Linked DNA regions of Mus musculus: region 1 is linked to region 2. The links are chromatin contacts, called in public HiChIP or PLAC-seq maps. All regions are on one chromosome and are shown on one strand. The core of a region is the stretch at or near the end of the contact, and the rest is flanking DNA. Distances in the headings are between cores, read along the strand shown.

Region 1 (4,357 bases), core at 481-2,980, 760 kb after region 2:
GCTTCCTTCTAGACGCTAGTTCCCATACTCTGGCTCCTTCCCTAAATTCTCTTCCTACCTTTATATTATTTTATTAAATATTTCTGAAATGTTTTCACTATTTATGGCTGGTCACTATTTATGTAAACCAGGCTGGCCTTAAAGTCAGAAATCCACCTGCCTTGGAATTAAGGCTATTTTCCCATCACACTCTACTCTGTTCTTGGTAGACTAGCCCTGCCGGGGCTTAACAGCACACAGCCCAGCTGTTCTCACCCTCAGGAGGGGTCATATATCCGATATTCTGCCCATCAGATATTTACATGAAGATTTCTAACAGTTGCAAAATTACAGTTATGAAGTAGCAACAAAAATAATTTTATGGTCGGAGGTCACCAAACTGTGAGGAGTTGTATTAAAGGATCATAGCATTCGGAAGGTTGAGAACCACTTTCAAAGACCCACCTCAGCCCCCAAACGTTTGTCCCACCCCAGGACCGAAGTCCCTCCTGCAGGTCTTCACCTAGGCCACGTCTCGCCAATGTTATAGCCCCCCGCCTCAGACTGCCCAGTTTTTTTTTTCGTTTTTTTTTTAAAGATTTATTTATTATTATGTGTAAGTACACTGTAGCTGTCTTCAGATGCACCAGAAGAGGGCGTCAGATCTCATTATAGATGGTTGTGACCCACCATGTGGTTGCTGGGATTTGAACTAAGGACCTTCGGAAAAGCAGTCCGTGCTCTTAACCACTGAGCCATCTCTCCAGCCCCCGACTGCCCAGTTTCTAATCAGAACTTTTGCACCAGCCTAGCCTTAGTCTGGCCCCCATTTCCCAGACAAGTTCCAGGAACAGAAAGGCTAAGTAACTGTCCTGAACCACACAGCCAGTTTTGACCCCAGGTGGCAGCCCCACTCCAGGGTCCCCTCCTCCCGGGGTTGGATTTCACAGTAAGAACTGTCCTGTCTGAGCCCCGAGATCCGGTCTGCAATTTAGAGCCGGTCCCTTTGTGCCAGATATCCTTTCTTCAACAAGAGCCCCTCCCCTTTGCACCCCCACCCCTCCCCCCTCTAGCTCCCAGACCACCCAGGCCCCGCCAGAGATCTTTTCCCACCCCATTAATCATCTCCGGTCTCCCGCGGACTAGAGAGGGCTTTCCGAGTTATTCACCGTGCCAAACCCTGACTCAATTCCTTCCCCATTTCCCTCTACTTTCTCAACACCATTTCCCCCGCATTTCCTGGAGGAAGAAGGCTGAGGACATAACATAGTAAAAGACAAGTGTATTCGAGGGACAGGCCCTGGGCTCCCGCTGAACTCTGTGGACCTTTGAGATGTAGACCCCTGAGCCCCTGTCTTGTCCCAAAGTGGGATCCCCACACAGACCAAAACACTGTGGGGAGTGGCTGTGAGGTCACATGTCCAGTTATCATTCAACCCCTAGCTGTGAGGCTTTGGACCAGCTTCTTAACCTCTCTGTTCCTCCGCGTCCTCCAGTGTGCCAGGCACTGTGCACCAGGGATCAGCGTTTACTAAATGAATGCCTGCGGGAGTCTGACTGTGCCACGTGGAGCCTGAGAACACACCCGGAGAATAGCTGGATAGAAGGGTGGAGCGCTGGGCCATCCTCCTCTAGCTCACGCCCGGTGCCACCACGCAGCTCTTACCTGGGACACAGGTAGTCGCCAGCAACAGCAGCAGCAGCAGCCGCCTTGGGAGTCCCATGGGTTCTTCCTTCACCTCTGCTCTAGACTGACCGAGGGGAAGAAGACAGTTTTGTGACCCTAGGGCTCCTCCCACTGTTTGCTAAAGAGTGAGTCAGCTCCAGGGGTTGCCTCGCCTCCCCCCGCCCCGCCCCCGCCCCCCCCCCCCAGCCCTTCCTCTTCCATAGTTCAAGAAACTCTGCCCCTTCCATACATAGTAAGATGCAGTCTCAAAAAAGGAGGGAGGGAAAGAGGGAGGGAGGAACGGAGGGAGAGAGGGAGGGAGAAGGAGGGATGAGGGAGAGAGAGAGAGAGAGAGAGAGAGAGAGAGACTATGATGGAGAAAGGAAGACAACCAAATAGCAAGGGTTAGAATCCTCTCTAGCCTTGGCTATTTCTTACCAATCAGAGTTTATGTTTTCAAAGTTTGTTTTATTTGAGTTTCTCCAGAGAGAGTCTTGCTATGAAGACCAGCCTTGAACTCAGGAACCTCCTGCCTCAGTCTCCCCCGAGTCTGGATCATGGGCACGCTACCATCCTTGGCCGAGGCGGTACAATTCCATGTAGGGAAATCATGTGGAACACTAACTTGCCAAACTAGAGGGCAAAATTCCTTCAGCTCCTGACCAAGGACCTCCTGGGTACTGGGCACTGTTCCAGGAACTGGAACACAGCAGGAAACACAAGGACGCCACCCTCTGCCATTACGATGGGGAGGATACATTAGTTATCTAATCTCTCCCATCAGTCGGAAACCAGGGGAAAAACAAGTTGAAAGAGGAACAAACTGTAGGGAGAGAGGTAAATGGCTTAATTGCTTTGGGAGGGTGATGCGGAGGGCAGCCAGGAAAGGTGTGCAAGAAGTCTAGTGGATTCCTACAGAAAGCCTTTGAGGGAGAGGAAAGAGTCATCGCAAAAGCCCTGAGGGCAAAGAATCACTCAGAGCGGCTCAGTGTGGCTGATGAGTGGGAACCAGAGAGAGCAGAGAGCAATGAGTAGCACCCGTACAGTAGTGATGTCACTGCTGTGAGTACCGAGTCACTGAAGCCTGAGCTGGGAAACACGGAACCCAAGGTCTCCTGCAGGATTGACAAGGAGTCTACCACTGAGCCACGCCCCCAGCCCCTCACTGGGGGAGGCTAGGCAGAGGCTCTACCACTGTGCCACGCCCCCAGCCCCTCCCTGGGGGATTCTAGGCAGGGGCTCTACCACTGAGCCACGCCCCCAGCCCCTCACTGGGGGATTCTAGGCAGGGGCTCTACCACTGAGCCATGCCCCCAGCCCCTCATTGGGGGATTCTAGGCAGGGGCTCTACCACTGAGCCACGCCTCCAGCCCCTCACTGGGGGAGGCTAGGCAGAGGCTCTACCACTGAGCCACACCCCAACCCCTCACTGGGGGAGGCTAGGCAGGGGCTCCACCACTGAGCCACACACCCAGCTTGGCTTGATTTAATGTCAAGATAAGGTAAAAGGTGAAAAATAAAAATAAAAATGCCCAAATAAAGTTTTCCTCTAAGAGGTCCTAACTGAGAGAGTAGGGGGCTGGCCCCAGACTGTGAGGGCTGTGTGACTTACTGATCATTAGCAGGTGTCTTTCTTAGCCTCTCTGTGCTGCAAGCTCATCTGGAAGGTTGAGACAGCAAAGGTCTGAGAGGAGCCCTGAGAGAAGTGAGAGAGATCCTGTTTCATATGGAGGAGGAAAACAAACTGTGATTGCTTTAGGGCCTCAGGCGTAGTATATGCTCAATAAGAAGGTGGTTGTCTTGAACATATTCATTCCTAACTCTAGAATCTGTCAATTGAAAAGCTTTTGCTGGGGGCTGGAGAGATGGCTCAGCATTTAAGAGCACTGACTGCTCTTCCAAAGGTCCTGAGTTCAAATCCCAGCAACCACATGGTGGCTTATACCAATCTGATGCCCTCTTCTGGGGTGTCTGAGGACAGCTACAGTGTACTTACATATAATAATAAATAAATTTAAAAACATTCTACAAAGTTGATTGACTAAGCGTAGAGTTGGAATGTTACAGGTCCAGAGCCAAATTTATGGTAGGCTACCTATGTTTTTTTAAAATAGGTATGTATTGCTTTTCTCGGTGTTGGCTCTAACATTCGGGCAGCTGCTGGATAGTTTGGGGGTGTGCAAACACATCCCCAGCTTCTACCAATCTAAAGGCTACGAACATCATCAGAGAGCATCTGAGGTCTATAGTAGAATTTTCCCAGTTTGTTCTAAGCCTCAGCTTTGAAAGTTGCTGTGAGATTCAGCCTACTTCATGCTGTCGCTCTGAGAAGTTCATGTAACCGTGGGTGCTTAGGGGATCACGAATCTGTGTCCCCTGGCCATGGTCACTCACGTTTGGCTCCAGAATGCACTCATCCTCTGGGGAGAGGTGTGCTTTATGGCAGCTGGCCCAACCTCTCTCCCAACCCTTCCCCCTACCCTCCTGCCAGAGCTCTTGCTATGTGACAGGGAAGCTGGCCCCAGCCTGGGAGTCTGAGGTCAGTGTTTGTCATGCTGATGGTGGCCAGGATGGGCCACTCCCTGGTTGTGTCACCATAAGCCAACACAGTTCTCTGTTTCTTTACTTGGAAGACTGAACATTGGTTGGGGCTGGGTTGGGGCAGTGTTTGCCTAGCATACAGAGCTTGGGATCCAGTTGCCACCATACCTG
Region 2 (4,371 bases), core at 1,483-3,982:
CACACTACATGTCTACCCATTTTATGCATTTCCATGATACATAGCCCAGTACAAGGCCCTGTTATTAGTTGATGACCAATAAACCATTTGCAGATAAATGACTTGCTAAATGCTCAGGAACCAAACTTTCCTTATCTACCAATTCCAAATACCCCATTAAGTGCGCTCTGTTTTGAAGCATCTCATCTTGTAACCCTGGCCTATCTGGAACTCACTATGTAGGGCAGACTGGCCTCAAACTCACAGAAATCTACCAGCTTCTCCCTCCCCAGTGCTGACATTGAAAGCGGGTGCCACTACACCTGCCTGGCTCCTCATTAAGTCCGAACCAGTCCATAAAGGATTTTCTTAGAAACAATCAAATGGGCTGGGGGTGGGGGAGGTTAGCATTCTGCCTTAGTTACAGCCTCACTGCCAAGACAGAACTCCCCTGGCTTGGATCAGAGCATGCTACATGGCTTGTAGCAGGTAAGGAGCGGATGCCCAAACTTTACAAAGTATGGATGAGCTCATACACAGAAAAACATGGTGCACAGGACCCAATCCTATGTGCTCTCTGAATTTCATCCAACTCAATCCTTCCAAAACTCACTTAACTTGCACACAATCCTAATAACACTGTCCTTCTAGAAAGTAGCACAGGTATCCCGAAATGGACACTTTTCCGCCTGCATTCTTTTCCCTCCCAGTCCTACACCGTGTCAGGGGGTAGGTGGAATTCAGCTAATACCTCTGTATACGGAAAGGAGATCTAAGCACCTACACCAGGGGCCTGAAAGTTCAACTTTCCCGCTACACTGCTTTTTTCCCTCCTACCAGATTCCTCTTCTCTGCAGCGTGAGAGCCCCCTGCAGGGGTGGGGTGTGCAAGCGAGCTCAAGCTGAGGCCAGCACAAGCAGGGGATCCAACGACGCCTCTAGGGCACACAGGAAGGAGCTGTCGATCATCCCGCGCTGCTCCAGCCCCAAGCGCAGGCCCCAAGGCTCTCCGACCCTGAGCGTACCCTTCCCTCTTCCTCCACTCTCTCCTTACACCCAGCGCTCTCTTCCCCGCCCGCCCTGCGGCGCCCTCACCCATCTCTCTTACCTCCAAGCAGCCCCTGCCGCTCTTGACACAGACCCTCCACTCCAGTAGTGTAGGACCCTTCACTATCCACGCCTCCCATTGGGCGGTGCTCTCAGGAGAGGCAGCCAATCAGAGCTGGTAGCGCAGGGCACGCGCCCTCGCGCCTGCGTGTTGGGAGTCAGGCGGGGCTCCGCGAGTTTCTCCACGCAGACACCAGTGCCCTGGAGGCGGTGTCCGGGACCAGGAGAGGCGCCTGCGCAGTTCTCCGGGGCCGCTCCTTTCCTGCTGTTTGAAAATTCAGCGGAGAAAAGTGTGCATCCTTATAGAGCGAGGTCGCACAAATGAACGTGGCGGTGCGAGACTTTGACAGGTGTTATCTCGTAGCAGAAGAGACTGAGCGTTTCTGACAGCGTAACTAAAAAGCCAGACACACTTGTACTTTTCCTGCGCCGCCTCAGTTTTTGCTTACGTGCAAAGTGGACTGGAATCGCATCTCCTGAAAGGTTGTTGAAGGCATTGAATTTTGTCATACACATAAAAATGTTCGGCTCGGGGCCTGATACACCGTAGTACTCACTATAGCCCACCCATCATAGAAGCTTTACCGTTTATAAATAGCTTTCCCCTTCCTCCCATTCTTTGTCTGATTCAATGATATTCACACAGAGAGCCCATACCGTGGACTCCACTGCCATCCGTTTCACAGGTGGAAAAGCTAAGGCCCAGAAAAGGGAAACAAACAGCCAGCATTGAGCCAGAGCCTCCCGCCCCTTAGGGAGACAATTCCGGGGGTGGAAACCAGTCCTAGAAGAGACCTGTCTTAGGCACGTGCTGGCCCTGACCTTGAGTCACCTAAGTGGGGGAGGAGGAGCGACCGTCACGCTCAAGGCCTCGTGTAGGGGACATGAAGACACCCTAGCCTCCACTTCTGTGACAGGATTGCTCTCATAGGTGCAGGTTAGGAGGGGCATCTGGGTGGCTCCAAGACTCAAGAGGGCTCAGAAGCGATTGTACAAAGGCTGTTCTAACCGTGGGTGTGGTGTCTATGATAGGAGGTGCTGATGGACGTCTTCGGAATGTGCTGCACACAGGGGGTGGCAAGGTCTATTGAGATTTGGGAAGAGGTATCATTCTGCTGCTTGCGACTGGAGAATTTATAAATTGGGGCTGGGGAGCTGTATGAGCAAGAATTTCCATGTAGGATCTGAGACAGCAGAGTTGAGTTGTAGGTTTCTGGTTGCCACCAGAATGGGGCATACTGTATTACAAGTCCTGATTATGAGCCTTGAGCGCTCCAGGGAGTCGGGACCCTCGTGACTGGTTTACTTTGCGCTGACAGCTGTTGGCACTGGTCATGTGGGTGTCTAGGACGTGATCAGGAGGAAGAGGTAGTCTGTGGGATGAGTAATTCCACCAGGTCGTGTCATAGGATTCAGGGGACACACACCGAGCCTGAAACCACCATCAAGAGCAAGACACAGCGAGGTTTTGCTCTTGCGCAAGCGCAGCAAGGGAGAGTCCGGACGCTTGGGTTAGGGGCGGATCTGGAGTCCTGGAAGGGGTGGAGCTTGAGGTCTGATTCTGCGCTTGCGCTGTAGGGGCGTGGCGGTCGCACCTGCGCGAGTTGGGCGAAAGAGGAGGAGCGAGGTGACGCAGGCGTAATAATAGAGAAGGTGCCAGAAAGATCCAAAACAAGTGGCTGCGGCCGTCGCCCAGAAGTCATCGGACGCTGGAATCTGGTGAGGATAAGAGAGGCCTAAAGGTGACTGGTGAAGGGTAGCTGGAACCACTTGGGTGCTCGGGTGAGGGCAGGATCGATCGCCCTTTCAGGGAGGGGGGGTCGGATTCAGACAGTACCACCTGTGTGGCGCTCAGGGTTGTCTTGGTCGGTCCCACTTGCAGGGGGCCGAGGGTCACTTTTGAAAGGTATCACTTGAGTGGGATGTTGGAGCTAGCAGGAAGGTACTAGTGGACAGAACCCGAGGGCTATGACCGGACATTTGCCATCCGAAGTCACCGGGCAGTGGACAAGGTGCCCTGCAATGGGCCATGTAGCTCATTCGAGCTGGTCGTCTAGGTCAGTCGGTGGCAAGTTCGAAACGTACTACTCAGAAAAGGGCATCTGGGCTTGGTCCTCCCGACAGTGATGTGGACCGGTGGGGTCTAGCGTTCGACCTGTTACTATGGGATCTCGGGCGATACCATTCCTGTCCGTGGGAGGGAGAGAGGTTGAGACCGTTGAGGGTGTGGGGGGCGACTCTGCCCGGAGACACCTTGCGGGGCCCACGCTCTGGCCTCTGTGGGCTTTGAGCCACTGTGTCGCTGACCACGACCTCCTCCCCGCCGTGTGGGTTCTAGGCCCTGGTTCTGAGCTTGTTCCGCACCCCTCCCCTGGGAATGGCGTTGTCCGGGTCGACCCCGGCCCCGAGCTGGGAGGAGGATGAGTGTTTGGATTACTACGGCATGCTGTCGCTTCACCGTATGTTCGAGGTAGTGGGCGGGCAGCTGACCGAGTGCGAACTGGAGCTCCTGGCCTTCCTGCTGGATGAGGCCCCCGGCGCCCCCGGCGGCCTGGCCCGCGCCCGCAGCGGCCTGGAGCTGCTTCTGGAGCTGGAACGCCGCGGGCAGTGCGACGAGAGCAACCTGCGGCTGCTGAGCCAACTCCTGCGCGTGCTAGCCCGTCACGACCTCCTGCCACATCTGGCGCGCAAGCGGCGCCGGCCAGGTAGGGTTTGAATAGGAAGTTGCAGAAACACCTTGCTCCCTCTGGGCCCCTGTACTTCCCTGATAAGGATATACAGTCTCCCCTATTTCACAGCGAGAAACTCAACAGTGAGAGGGTATGGCTTAGGTAGAAGTGAGCTTGTGGGATTCGGCCATATCAGTAATGATTGTGGCCACTGTTTGTGGAACTTTTTATGCCAGGAAGAGACAAACCTTTCATAGGAAAGGTTTCATAGGCACTGTCACCTGACAGCCCTCCCCCGCCCCCAGGGAAAACAACAGGTTCAGAGACGCTGGGTACCTTGCAGCATGTGAGGCTACAGAGAAGTTACAGCCAAGATGCCAACTCCACGAAACTTGTATTAGTGGAGAAGTCAATTAATAGTAAATAAGGAACTTAGCTTTGGATATGGTCGTAGAGAGGGATAGAGTACCCCCAGAATGAGGAGAGGTAACAACAAAGGAATACTTTCCTAAGAAGGTGGCGTTTGAAATGGGGTGGGGGGCATGAAAATGTGTCACACGCAAAGTATATGTAGCAAGGATTCAAACCTGCCTGGCCTGTCTCCAGGGTTGAGGCCC

What was found. HiChIP or PLAC-seq counts read pairs in DNA pulled down with a chosen protein or histone mark.
Region 1: an HNF4G HiChIP or PLAC-seq map of pancreatic cancer cells shows a contact between it and region 2. The contact joins the promoter of Plaur here to the promoter of Dedd2 in region 2. A contact is called at or near these places in 1 of 39 promoter capture datasets (pre-B cells) and 2 of 115 datasets of contacts at active chromatin or transcription factors (bone marrow-derived macrophages and pancreatic cancer cells).

What each region holds. Positions count from the first base shown.
Region 1 is chr7:24,459,856-24,464,212 of GRCm38.p6, reverse strand. Plaur (plasminogen activator, urokinase receptor) reads right to left here and starts at 1,730. Exons shown (of 7, transcript NM_011113.4): 1 at 1,646-1,730. The coding sequence starts at 1,703.
Region 2 is chr7:25,218,220-25,222,590 of GRCm38.p6, reverse strand. It overlaps Dedd2 (death effector domain-containing DNA binding protein 2), which reads left to right and starts at 2,732. Exons shown (of 5, transcript NM_207677.3): 1 at 2,732-2,827; 2 at 3,424-3,790. The coding sequence starts at 3,463. It overlaps Zfp526 (zinc finger protein 526), which reads right to left and starts at 1,166. Exons shown (of 3, transcript NM_175436.5): 1 at 1,087-1,166.